2 separate regions of the Anas platyrhynchos genome follow, and region 2 is linked to region 1. The links are chromatin contacts, called in public Hi-C maps. All regions are on one chromosome and are shown on one strand. Each heading gives the region's core, a stretch centred on a gene start, on an enhancer-like site or on the middle of the called end of the contact. The rest is flanking DNA. Distances are from core to core; before and after follow the strand shown. Region 1 has its middle 4.7 kb from the start of PPP2R2D. Region 2 holds the start of JAKMIP3 (Janus kinase and microtubule interacting protein 3).

Region 1 (5,285 bases), core at 1,540-4,039:
GGCTCATGCCTTGAAATCTTATATCAGCCTGAAGTGAGCACTGGCTTCATTCTGTTATTGAACTGGTAGGGGAGCTTTTATGTCACATTGTTGGCCTCAGTCTGCTTACATCTTGACAGCAGCTACTTCTGTTGGATCACATCTATGACCTCAGAATCTAAGATTTTATTATTATTATTATTTTTAACAAGCAGTTAAGCAGTTTTAACAATTTAAAAATTAAAATAAAATTTCAACAAGAAACTACTTTTATTGGCCATTTTTGTGTACGGCAAATTGCCATTATAATTCCTTGCATGTATAATAATAAACTTTCAAAAATAAAACAGTTGGATATCACTCGTGTCTGTGTTTTGGATATCGCCAGCCATCCAGGGAGGGATGGAGGTAGGGAGAGTGGAGGACAGGCACTGCGCAGTGTGACTGAAGGCAGTCAATGCAGCTGCAGCAAGGAAAACCCAGGCTACATATGAGGACCCAGCTCTTCACAGGAAGGTGCTCTAATGCTGGATGTGGTGCCCGGACAGGGTGGAAGTCCCATCCTTGGGGGAAGTCCTGTCTCGACTGCCTGAGGATGTGAGCAGCCTCATGCACCGTTTCAATGTGATCCTGAGGAAAGCAGGAGCATGGGCCAGCCCTGGGCCAGCTGCCCTCCGGGGTCCCTCCTAGCCAAAGGGGCCAGGGTCCTCACTGTGCAGTCACTGTTAGTTCTTAGCTTAGTATTTTTGTGTCTGCCCGCTTTTTGTTTGTTTGCTTTCCACTAATGTGCTTTTGGGGTGAACTGTATGCCTTTAAATCCCATAAACATAAATTAATGTGTGAAATTTGGGAGAGAATTCAAACGCTGGCGTAGGTGCATTCTTTTGGAGGAATCCTGCTCATCAGAAAACAGAAATTAAAATAACCAATAATTAAGTCTATTGAAGTGGATGCATATATTTGTTGATTTTGTAATGTCTGTGTTTTATGAGCAGGATTTTTAAAAAAATTGTTAGATTTGTGTGAAGATTTTTTTTTTTTAAGTTTAATATGTATACAGAAAGCACCTGCTTTCCATTATATTCAAAGAATAGGTTAATTAAAGTCAAGGAACTAATTAGCTTTTATAAGCTTTCTAAAGTTTTGAACTTGAAATACAAAAGGATGTGTTGACAGAGGAAGATTCAGACAAATACGTTCTATTGCTTGTTTTGCAGTGAATAAACCTGCTTAAAGTTGTTGGCATTTGTGTGGGATTTTCCTAGAACATTTCTGTTCAGTTGCTTCTTCTTGGGAGCTGACGGTGTCACCACCAAACACGTTTGTTTATCTCGTACAGGGGAGGGCTGTGTACCACAGCCGTCCAGAAGGAGGGGTCCCGGTGGTTGTCACTTGTCACTTGTCTCCAGTTGCTGGGAAGCTGCTCCAGGAGCCCGGGGGGAGTGGTGTGGCACATGCTGCGTGATGAGGGGTGCAACACTTCTGGGCACTTCTCAGAATTAAAGCACAGCGTGTTTGCCAGGGCTGTTTCTAGTTTAGTGGCTTACTGTTGTGTGTTCGAGTTGCACTTGGAAGAAAGTGACGCTGTGCTCTTGCCACACTTTGCAAGAAAAGCTCCTGACAGAGATGTTTCCAAATGTTCTCTCGAAATAGCATCCTGCCCAGCCAGCTGCCTCGTGCCCCCTGACATATGCTGTGTGAAGCGTTGTTGTTGCCAGCTCACCAGCAGTTGTTTCTTGGCGTGTTTCCCACTATCTGTTTATGATTAAATGAACCCCAGTTCTTGGCTGGCACTCTGATATTGGTCTTTGACAACTAGTGCCTGAAAACAAAGCATGTTCAAAGCGTATTTATATATTTTTTTTTAAATGTAGTGCAAGCCACAGAAATAGCATTTACTGTAAGGAGAGAAACAACCGGTTGGCATAAGGAATCAGATTTCACTAATAGATACATATTACATGCTAATTGACATAAAAAACATCTGATTAGTTCTAGGTGAGAGGAGCAACAGATTTTCCCATGGGATTTTTGCCTCTCTTCCAAACTCCAAAGAAAATCTGCGGTTTAGAAGCTGGAAAGTTACCTTACAGCCAGGTGTTTAGTCTAATTACCTGTATTTCTTACCCTTTGTTTATCAATAAGGTATATAGACGTATGCTGAATTTCAGACGTGGGCTTTAGATTGCACTCTGTTTAAATGTGGCAGCTGCTGCCCTTGTTGCCTTTCCCTCCGCCCCCAGACCCAAATGCCTGCCCTGAGACCTGTCCCAAGTCCCAAACCCCTCTCAGGGAGGTGTCTGGTTCTCACACCACACTCCCTGCACCCAGCCCAGCGAAGCAGGCCCCTTCCCTCGTGGGACAGAGTCTCCCACGAGTCTCCTAGGACTCGTGGCTCAGCTGGTGTTTCTCTTGGCCTCCTGCGACGCCAGTCCCACAGGCAGTGCCGTCACCTTCGCTGGCTGTGTCCCGTGCAGCAGGGCCGTGCCGTGCCGTGCCCTGACGCACTGAGGCCTGCCCCGCTGGCTCGCCCCGCCGGCAAGGGCAGCTCTTCCAGGAAGAAGCAGCACGGCCTCGTTTCTCAGCGCTGCCTTGGCTGCTGCTGCACATTTCCTTTATATATTATGGATAGCTTCTGTATGAGGGAACGGAAGGAGTGATGGCATGTGCTTTGCTCCCTGTTTACAGCTGCAGAGGCAAAACGTGCCCTGGTTAGTCACAGTTTCTCGCCCTGCTTGCCTTCCAATGCCGCTGACCTCGAGTGAACCTCAGGCTGTTTAGGGAGGAAGGAATGTGAGGAGCAGCACAGGGCCGCAGGTACCGCGCTGCAGCCGGCTGCCAGCATGACCTTGGGAACTTCAGCTTCAGACAGCTAAACACAGCCATTTGTTTTTCCCACAAATAGAAACAAAAGAAACTCTCTGATAGCTGAATCACCTCCCGGCTGAAGAAAATGTCTGTTCTATTGTGCTTTTCGTGCTCTGATCCAGTAATTGCTCTCTGGCATTGTAAGGAAAGAACTTGAGCTAAACAGAAACTTCAGGCAGCCTCTGAGCACGGTGTGAACCCTTCTGTACACAACATTTCTTCAGCAATGTCAAAAATGTTGCTGCGGGGAGAGGAGCCTGGTCGCTTTGTAGCCCGGCTGAGGAGCCACCAGAGTTTTCCACTAACTGACACTGGTGCAGATTTGGAGGTGTTTCTGTAGAAGGGGTGCTATTTTCCCTCTGCACGGAGCAGCTCCTGCCTGTAAATGTGCCCTGTGCCTGCCATTCCTCGTGGCGAGTGGTAGTCTGCATCGCTGAGGACGGAGACTCTAAGCATAACCAAGTTAACAGGTTATTGCTATTGGAAGAAAAGCTATTAGGGTTTATTATACTGTAATTTATAATTGGATTTCTTCTGCTTCCTCACTTCTTTTCCATTTTGGCCTGCCTAATTGCATTTTATGTTTAGTCTCCAGGAGTTTGGTCCATTCTTATTGCCTTAATTCGGATATTGCTTGAGCTGTCTGAAGGATACCACCTTCTTCCTTATGTCGTCCTGTATCAGCATGCTAGTGGGCTGTGCTGGCTTTCTCCTGATTCTTTCCAAGCCTTTTTAAGTGATGGTATCCACAGGCTGTGAGTGCTCTGGATGGAGTTAACAGCTTCCATGCCACCTGTAAGGATTTAGTTACCTCAGTTGCTTTACTGTCTACATCTGATGAGCGTCCTTGTTTCCTGTAGCCTGTATTTCTCAAGTTGATTACAGGTTTTAATATATTCTAAGTCTTTGCTCTTACAGGGAGGCTGAACAGCATTAGAGTTGCATGTAATTCTTTCAACTACAGCATTTGAAGTGAGATCTTGCATGTTACCCAGGAGCAAGCCAGGGTTCACATCTCAGTCTGTGCATTCTCTCTGTTCCATAAAACAGCAGTTGGTAGTCCCTAAAATCATGTTTGGAAATTATCCCCTAATTTGGTTTTGGCCCAGTCCATGTAGATGGGGACAAACATGAATGCCCTTACCCTCACATTTCCTGCCCTTTTCCCCTCTCAGACACCCGTCAGCATGCCGACAGCTCGCCTGCCTGGCAGAGCAGCAGTAATTCTGAGCAGTGCCACAGCCTTCACGCTTTGGCCTGTACGTGCAGTCCATGTGGACTCACGGCTGACAGCAGGTTTTCTACTTAATTTTATCATATGCTGTAGCACTACTGCCCCACCAGCATGGTCTGGCCTGTCTTTGCTGCATGTTTTTCCTCACGGTGTTGCAGAATTGCAAGTCTTTCATTATGCCTAAACAGTTTGAGCAGTTGTTTGAAGGCTGAATGACTCCAGGTCCCTGACCACCGCCAGCGGGTGTTAAAACGCTGCCTGTTGCCCCTGGTTGATGCTCTGCGGGGGGGCTTTGGGCCAACGCACCCACAGGAGCCTTGCTTTTCAGCTTCTTTCCTCAAAAACTAAGTCCCTCCTCTGGGTCCTCTTTCCTGTGTCCTGTCGGTGGCACCATTTTGCAGAAATTATGGTTGGTGGGAATGGGCAACAGCTGCTTGCTGTTCCACTTGGAGGGAGCTTTCTTCCTCAGCTGTGGATCTTTGGAAGTTGAGCAAAATATTCTTATAGCAACCCTGTGTGGTTTTGCGTCTGTTTGCCTTCTGTCTTCTGGCTGATGTGGCCCATGGAAACAATTTTAAAGCACAGAGAACATGAAGTATGGCTGCAGACTTGCTCTGCTTGAACATCACGAGGTCGTAATCGCTTGGATGGGAGCCACGCCACATTTTTGGTTCTGAGTTCAGATGGTATGTTCTGTCAAGATGTAAATCTGTTTCTGCATTTCAGCTTTCCTCAGTCAAAGCAGAAAAGTGCCAGCAAATCCTAAGCGTTGTTTCCTATGGGTGTTTTCCTCACTTTCAGCTAGTCCTCAAAGCCCTCAGAAGACCTTTGCTGCTTGCCCTTTCCACGCACAGTTGTCCTCGGTTCTCGGCACTGCTGGGGGCTATGTGGCTTATTTGCATAAAAGCAAGGAATTCGGTCTTGTTTCAAATTAGATTCACATCACTTAAGTTTATTCAGTGCCCTTCCAGTCGCTCAGCATTGCACGGCCGCTGCACCTGGGGAGCTATCGGGAGGGACGGGGTGTGGCAGTGCAGTCTTTCAGTTTAAAACGTGAGCCAAATGTTCACAACCCTGTTAATGTAACGAAAAACAAATACACCTCTGTTTTGTCACTGGCTGTTTTCTGATTTCGTTCTCAGAGGATTAGAAGAACATTCAGTGATCTCTAACCGAAGTGGGCTCTGTTTTGGGGATAGCCAGT
Region 2 (5,550 bases), core at 2,249-4,748, 42 kb before region 1:
GGCAGCGGGGCCCCGATTTTGTCTGTGAACCATCACGGAGCAGGGCTGAGCTCTGGAGCTGTGGGGAAATGGCAGCACGGAGGAAAAAAGGCAGGTGGCTTTGCGAGCTCTGGTAAAATCTGATGTGAGAAGTAAAGCCCTGCAGATGGGAAAGGCCACCTTGCTGCAGCCCTCCCAGCACCACAGAGCTGGGCAAACTGGGCTGCTCAGCCCCTGGGCAAATAAAACAGGCGTCTGCATTTAGAGCTGAACTGCAACAGTTTGTGGGAGCCTGTGAGTAAAACGAGTAACACTGGGAGCAGCGCTAGTGATGGAAAGCAAGAGGCCATGTTAGTTTGCATCGTCCAAACAATCAGGTTTTGTTTTTCAGCTGACAAGTGCTAGGAAAAAGCATTCTTTTGGCAATTTCCATTTCCTCAGGTGTACCCACTACAGGCTTGTCCAAAGCACCCCACCGCATGCTGCTTCACCAAGCAGAACAAACACATTAATGATCTTTAAAAATCCAAAGTTAGCAAGTAAAAGAAGAGCTGAATGATTTGTTATGCTCCACTTTCTGATTCACTCTAGAAGTGGTCAGGGTTTCCAACATTTTAGAGCCTGAAAAGCAATCCAGCAGTCTGGTTTTTGTTTTTAACTCTCTGGTTTCTGCCTCTTTCAGCCTTGAGAGCCCCTCGGCACGCACCTCTCAGGCAGGCTTTCTGCACTTCTGATGTTGAGCCCAGGTCAGTGTGCACCTGTTAGAAGCGAGAAAAGAGAAAGCAATTTCCAAGGCTTAGCAGAAGAACATCCAGGTATCTGAAACCAGTTCAGTCCTACATGCAGTCAGTGTGAGTCGTGCTTCCTGCACCTCTCCAGGGTGCCAAGGCAGTGGATGACACCATGAGGAATGAACAATCCCAGTGACCAGATTTGGGTCACTGGGCCATCAGAAACTGCTGTGAGTAAGAAATGATGCATAGAAAAGGGAGAAGAATATGCAAGAAATAGTGTTGTATGCTCATAAATTAAAATCGAAGAAATCAAATCTTAGAAAAAAAAAGTAACAAGATTGGCCCAAATAAAAGACTCAGGCTCTTCTGCACCCAAGTTTTGGTTTTATTCCACCTGTAAGGGTATCTCATTGCCCCTGTCCTCTACCCTGTAGCACAAACACCTTTTAAAACCTAAGAAAATTGTGCAAAAGGGGACTTCTGTGTCCCAGCTGCACCCTGCAGGCTGTGCCCAGCACTTGGGCCTGCATTGTCTGCTCCCGAGCTAAGCTAAACCAGTCTAAGGGGGTCCACATAAGACTCTCCCCATTTATATCACTCTAGAAAAATATTTGGTTAAATCGGTATGATTATCATGTACAGACCTAGCTCCTAATTCCTCTCCTTCTTGAGGCTGTATATGAAATCGGATCGTTAAGTTCACCACGTTGTGTTTGCTTTGGTTTTCAAACCCCAGACGTAAAGAGGCCGTACCAACAGGCTGTGTGCACACATTGGGTCTCCTCACACCAGCGGCCTGGATAAGCACGAACGGCTCTGCAATGAGGATCTCGGAACAGCTCGGTAGTTAATGATCAACGCCGCTCCGAGGGGCGTGCAGCATGAAATGTACACCCAGAGCTCACCTCCAGCGGCAGCCGAGTGGGTTAATGACTGAGCCACCGCGGGCAGGGAAGAAGAGGGAGGAAAAGGCACTGTCCTCGGGGTGCAGGCGCCTTCGAGGAGCGGTGCTGGGTGCAGGCAGGGGCATCGTGTGGGCAGCGGGCAAGCAGGGGACCACGGCGTGCGTGGGGTCCCCGTCTGCGGGGGCCTGGGCCTGGCCCCCACGTCAGCCCTTAGCTGACAGCACGCCTCACGCCATAGCCCGTAGAAACTTGGTGGGTATTACCTTGGTTTATAGCAGCAAGACACCAAGGCAATTCTAATTAGTCCATTTGTGTCCATTTTTGTAGTACTTTAAGGTAATAATCACTTTGGGTTTACAAACAGTCCTTGTGGAAGGCCTAAAATAACTGTCCCTCAAAACCGCTGTGAGCTGCAGGGTCGGTACAAAAACACGGGCTTAAAGCTAAAGGCGAAGTTAAAGGTGTCTGGCCAGCACGTGGGACCTCACAGCTACCCGAAATGCTGCGTTCCTTAGCCAGTGGAGGCGGTGGGCCGTGCCTCTGCATTCGGAGGAAATGATCAATGCAGGATTGTTCTCTTGATGTGCAGCTAAACAACATTAAAGTGGGTTCCAACCTGAAAGAGGATCGCAGCTTAACAAATCGATAGCCTTTGAAAGATTTCGTCCCATATAATTTGCAATTTTCTGTGATCACAGCAGAGTGCTTGTCTGGCAACAACCAAAAATCATTTACCATAAAGGTCTATAGGAAAACAAGCACACTCATCTGGCTGCTAATAAAAGATCCTAGAGGTCAGCTGCTGCAGCCGCACTGTGATATTTGCTCGACCCCATTTCATACCAGCCTTAGAGCAGGAAAGACTTCTAGTAAATTGATTTCCTGAAGCGGAGGTCAACCAAGAGGAAACAGGACGAAGAGAAAGTGAGCCTTGGGGCTGCTTGGTGCGGGGGCACAGGCCAGTGCTGGCTGTCAGTGCAGCCCCGAGCCGGGGAGCAGGGATGGGTGGTGGCAGCCAGCATCCTGCCCCATGGCAGTGTGGTGTCACCGGGCACCCAGGGCACCCAGGCACATCAGGACAGGGTGGGCAGTGGAACCGGGGTGTCCCTGCTGTGCCCAGCGCCTGGCAGGGTGCCTGGGGTGCCTATCCAGCATCCTGAGCACCACCACGGGGTTTTAGGCACTGCTGCCTTGCTGGAAGTGCTGATGTCGTTACACCTGGCATGACACCCATAGCACCAAACCTTTTCCCAAATCCATTTCCCATCTACTTAGACCACCAAAGGCAGAGCTGACTCTGGCCCATAGTTGGCAAAATCAGTTTTCAAAGTCAGATAATTGTTGACAGAAAAAAATGTATCCCTCCCCAAAGGTTAATTTTAACACTTCAATATTTACCATGTAAATGATATCAATTTACGACATTTTCTCTCTTAGTGTATTTTAATTTTATTTTAATTCAGACCGTTTCTCTGTGCCGAAGAGGATACCAATCCTGTACTGTAATCTCAGCAGTGTGCACCCAGAGGTTAAACCTGGCGACCCCTCCTTGGGAAATGTTTTGTGATGTTCTCCCAATTCTGGCGTTGTTCCAGGTGGCATCGCTGTCCCCTCCCCGAGGTGGGGACGGAGCCGCTCTCCCTGGGCCCAGGCCTGCCTGTGGGGCCGTGGCACTGCTGGGCACTGCGGTGGGGACATCAAACCTCGCTTTGCTTGAAGGAGCTACGAGAAAAGCTGCTCCACACCCCGCAGTGTCCTTAATAGCGTCCATAGCTATCTCTTAACAAAATCTGCCCGTGTGGCAGCCGGCAGAGCGCTGCCCCAGCCACTTTTCTCCTTCATCCTCCGCGCTGGGCCAGCTGAGGGACCCAAAACAACGCCCTGGGCACCAGCTGCAGGGCCACAGACACACACACAGACACAGACACGCCTTTTACTGAGCTCGGGCACCGAACCATTCCCCCCCAGCTCCTGACGGGAGCAGCACCGAGCCCGGCCGGGCCCCGCCTGCCGGGGGCGGCCCGAGGAGGCCGGGCCGGCGGCTGCCGTCAGCGCCGTGCCCGCGGGCCGGGCAGAGCGGGGCCGCCATGTCCCGGCACAGCCCGCAGGAGGACAACCTGCAGGGTAAGGCCGGGGGCACCGGGAGGGCCTCCCCTTCCCCTCTCCCCTTCTCCCTTCCCCTTCTCCCTGCCCCCCGGGCCGCTGTTGCCCAGCCCCGGGCAGCGCTCCCAGCCCGACACAAGGCGGTGCCGGGCCCCGCAGGCCTCCAGCTGTGGTGAGCAGCAGGGGTTGTTTATGCCGTGCCCTGAAATGGAAGGTCTGTGGGCTGCAGGAGGCACCCAGCGCTGGGCAGCTCGCCCCCAGCTCCCTGGCGCTCTGGGTTGGCATTTCGTCGTGGGTATGGGCAGAGCCGTGGGTGTGCGTCCCGCTGTGAGGTCGGGCTGGGGGTCAGCAGCCTCTGCCCACCTGCCTGTTGTACAAAACCATCAGGTTTATTCCGCCTCTGTTCCCGATTACACCGAGCAGGTTCCTGGGTAGAGCTCCACTTCAGCAGCAATGGGAATGGCAATGGGAACGGCTCCACGCCGACGGGCCACGAACAAGTGCCGGCCTCCATCTCCATCCACAACGGCGACATGGAGAAAATCCTGCTGGATGCCCAGCATGAGTCGGGACGGAGCAGCTCGAGGGAAAGTTCGCATTGTGACAGGTAAACAACATGCCTCATTGGAAGCAATGTGAAACTCGCCTTCTTTATGCGCAGTGTTCCCATGGGTGTGCTGCTCGAGTACAGGCAACAGTCCTGTTCTGGTGAGGAAAGCCCTGTAGAGCAGGGTGCTGCTGTCATGCTGAAGGGTCAGACCCTGTGCAAGCAGTGTGCTGCTGCCCAAACAGAAACCTCAGAGTGGGGTGGTAAAAAAGCAGTGTGTTTTGTGATGGGTACATTAATTAGGAGTTCTTAGGCAGTTGCTTTAAAAAAAAAAAAAAAGTCCTATATCTAGTGTACAAAGATTTCTAGGAGTATAATAATAATAAAAAAAGACATCTGAGGCACGTGGTCAGTTTTGTTATTTCATGTATTTGATTTTGCTGGGTTAGGAAGTCTACAGCCTAAAGTTTATTTAACTAAAAGGCCTTAAAATAGGCAGTCGGGTGCAGAACCTCCTAGTCTCATCTGGCTAGTTGAATTCAAACCAAAGTGTACGTCTAGGAATAGCTTGCTGCCTATCATTATTTAGTAAGCAACATGGGCCAAATCATACAGCCTTATGGGCGTGTCTCCACGCTGCTGAAAAACAACTCTGAGCAGCAAGCGCTTTGTCAGATTGTTAGGAAATCAAAGATTAATTGAGTGAGGTGGCTGGATTATATCACCCATTGGCAGATTAATCTCTCAGGTTATGGTCAGGGCACCGTAGCTCTTCAGGACAGCTGTGCTTACAAGCTTCATTCACTAGCTTGTTAGTAATCCCATAAACAACGTCATAAAAAATTTAATGAGCTATTTTGTATTTGTGTTTCTCTTTTATCAAGCCCTCCTCGTTCCCAGACACCTCAAGACAGTCATAGAGCTTTGGAAATAGAGAGTCACAGCAGTGGAGAAAAAAATAGCTTTCAGGTAAAAATCTCATTTTCCTTTGGAGGAAGGATTTGTTACTGTCACTGTTTGGAAACCAGTATTGGGAAATCAGCAGCTTCACCTCGTGCAGAGACTTCAGTAGCTCAGTATCTTAAAATAATCTTCTCAGAATCAGGCTTTTAGTAAGTACCTGATTTGCATTGATTTTTTATTTTTTTTTAAATATGTAACCTGAGAGTTTTTCAGAAGGATTAAGGTGCCCTACTCTGTCTCTAAAGACATCTGGGTTCTCAAACACTGGTAGGAATCCTGTTCCGGTGTTTGACTGCCCTCACAGTAAATAATTTTTTTG

What was found. Hi-C and Micro-C count contacts between places; a contact is called where the count stands out from the background.
Region 2: a contact with region 1 is called in a Hi-C map of skeletal muscle, with 2.0 times the contacts expected there. The contact joins the promoter of JAKMIP3 here to the enhancer-like site in region 1. A contact is called at or near these places in 3 of 8 Hi-C or Micro-C datasets (liver, skeletal muscle and subcutaneous adipose tissue).

Annotation. Positions count from the first base shown.
Region 1 is chr6:40,728,930-40,734,214 of IASCAAS_PekinDuck_T2T, reverse strand. No RefSeq gene overlaps it. Among named protein-coding and RNA genes, the nearest start is that of PPP2R2D, 4.7 kb to the left of the region's middle. Within about 2 kb of position 2,789, at least 4 of the 8 cell types and tissues checked have an H3K27ac peak or open chromatin away from gene starts, as enhancers often do.
Region 2 is chr6:40,771,375-40,776,924 of IASCAAS_PekinDuck_T2T, reverse strand. It overlaps JAKMIP3 (Janus kinase and microtubule interacting protein 3), which reads right to left and starts at 3,498. Exons shown (of 24, transcript XM_072039938.1): 1 at 1-3,498. BNIP3 (BCL2 interacting protein 3) reads left to right here and starts at 3,586. Exons shown (of 6, transcript XM_027459845.3): 1 at 3,586-3,742; 2 at 4,145-4,328; 3 at 5,153-5,237. The coding sequence starts at 3,706.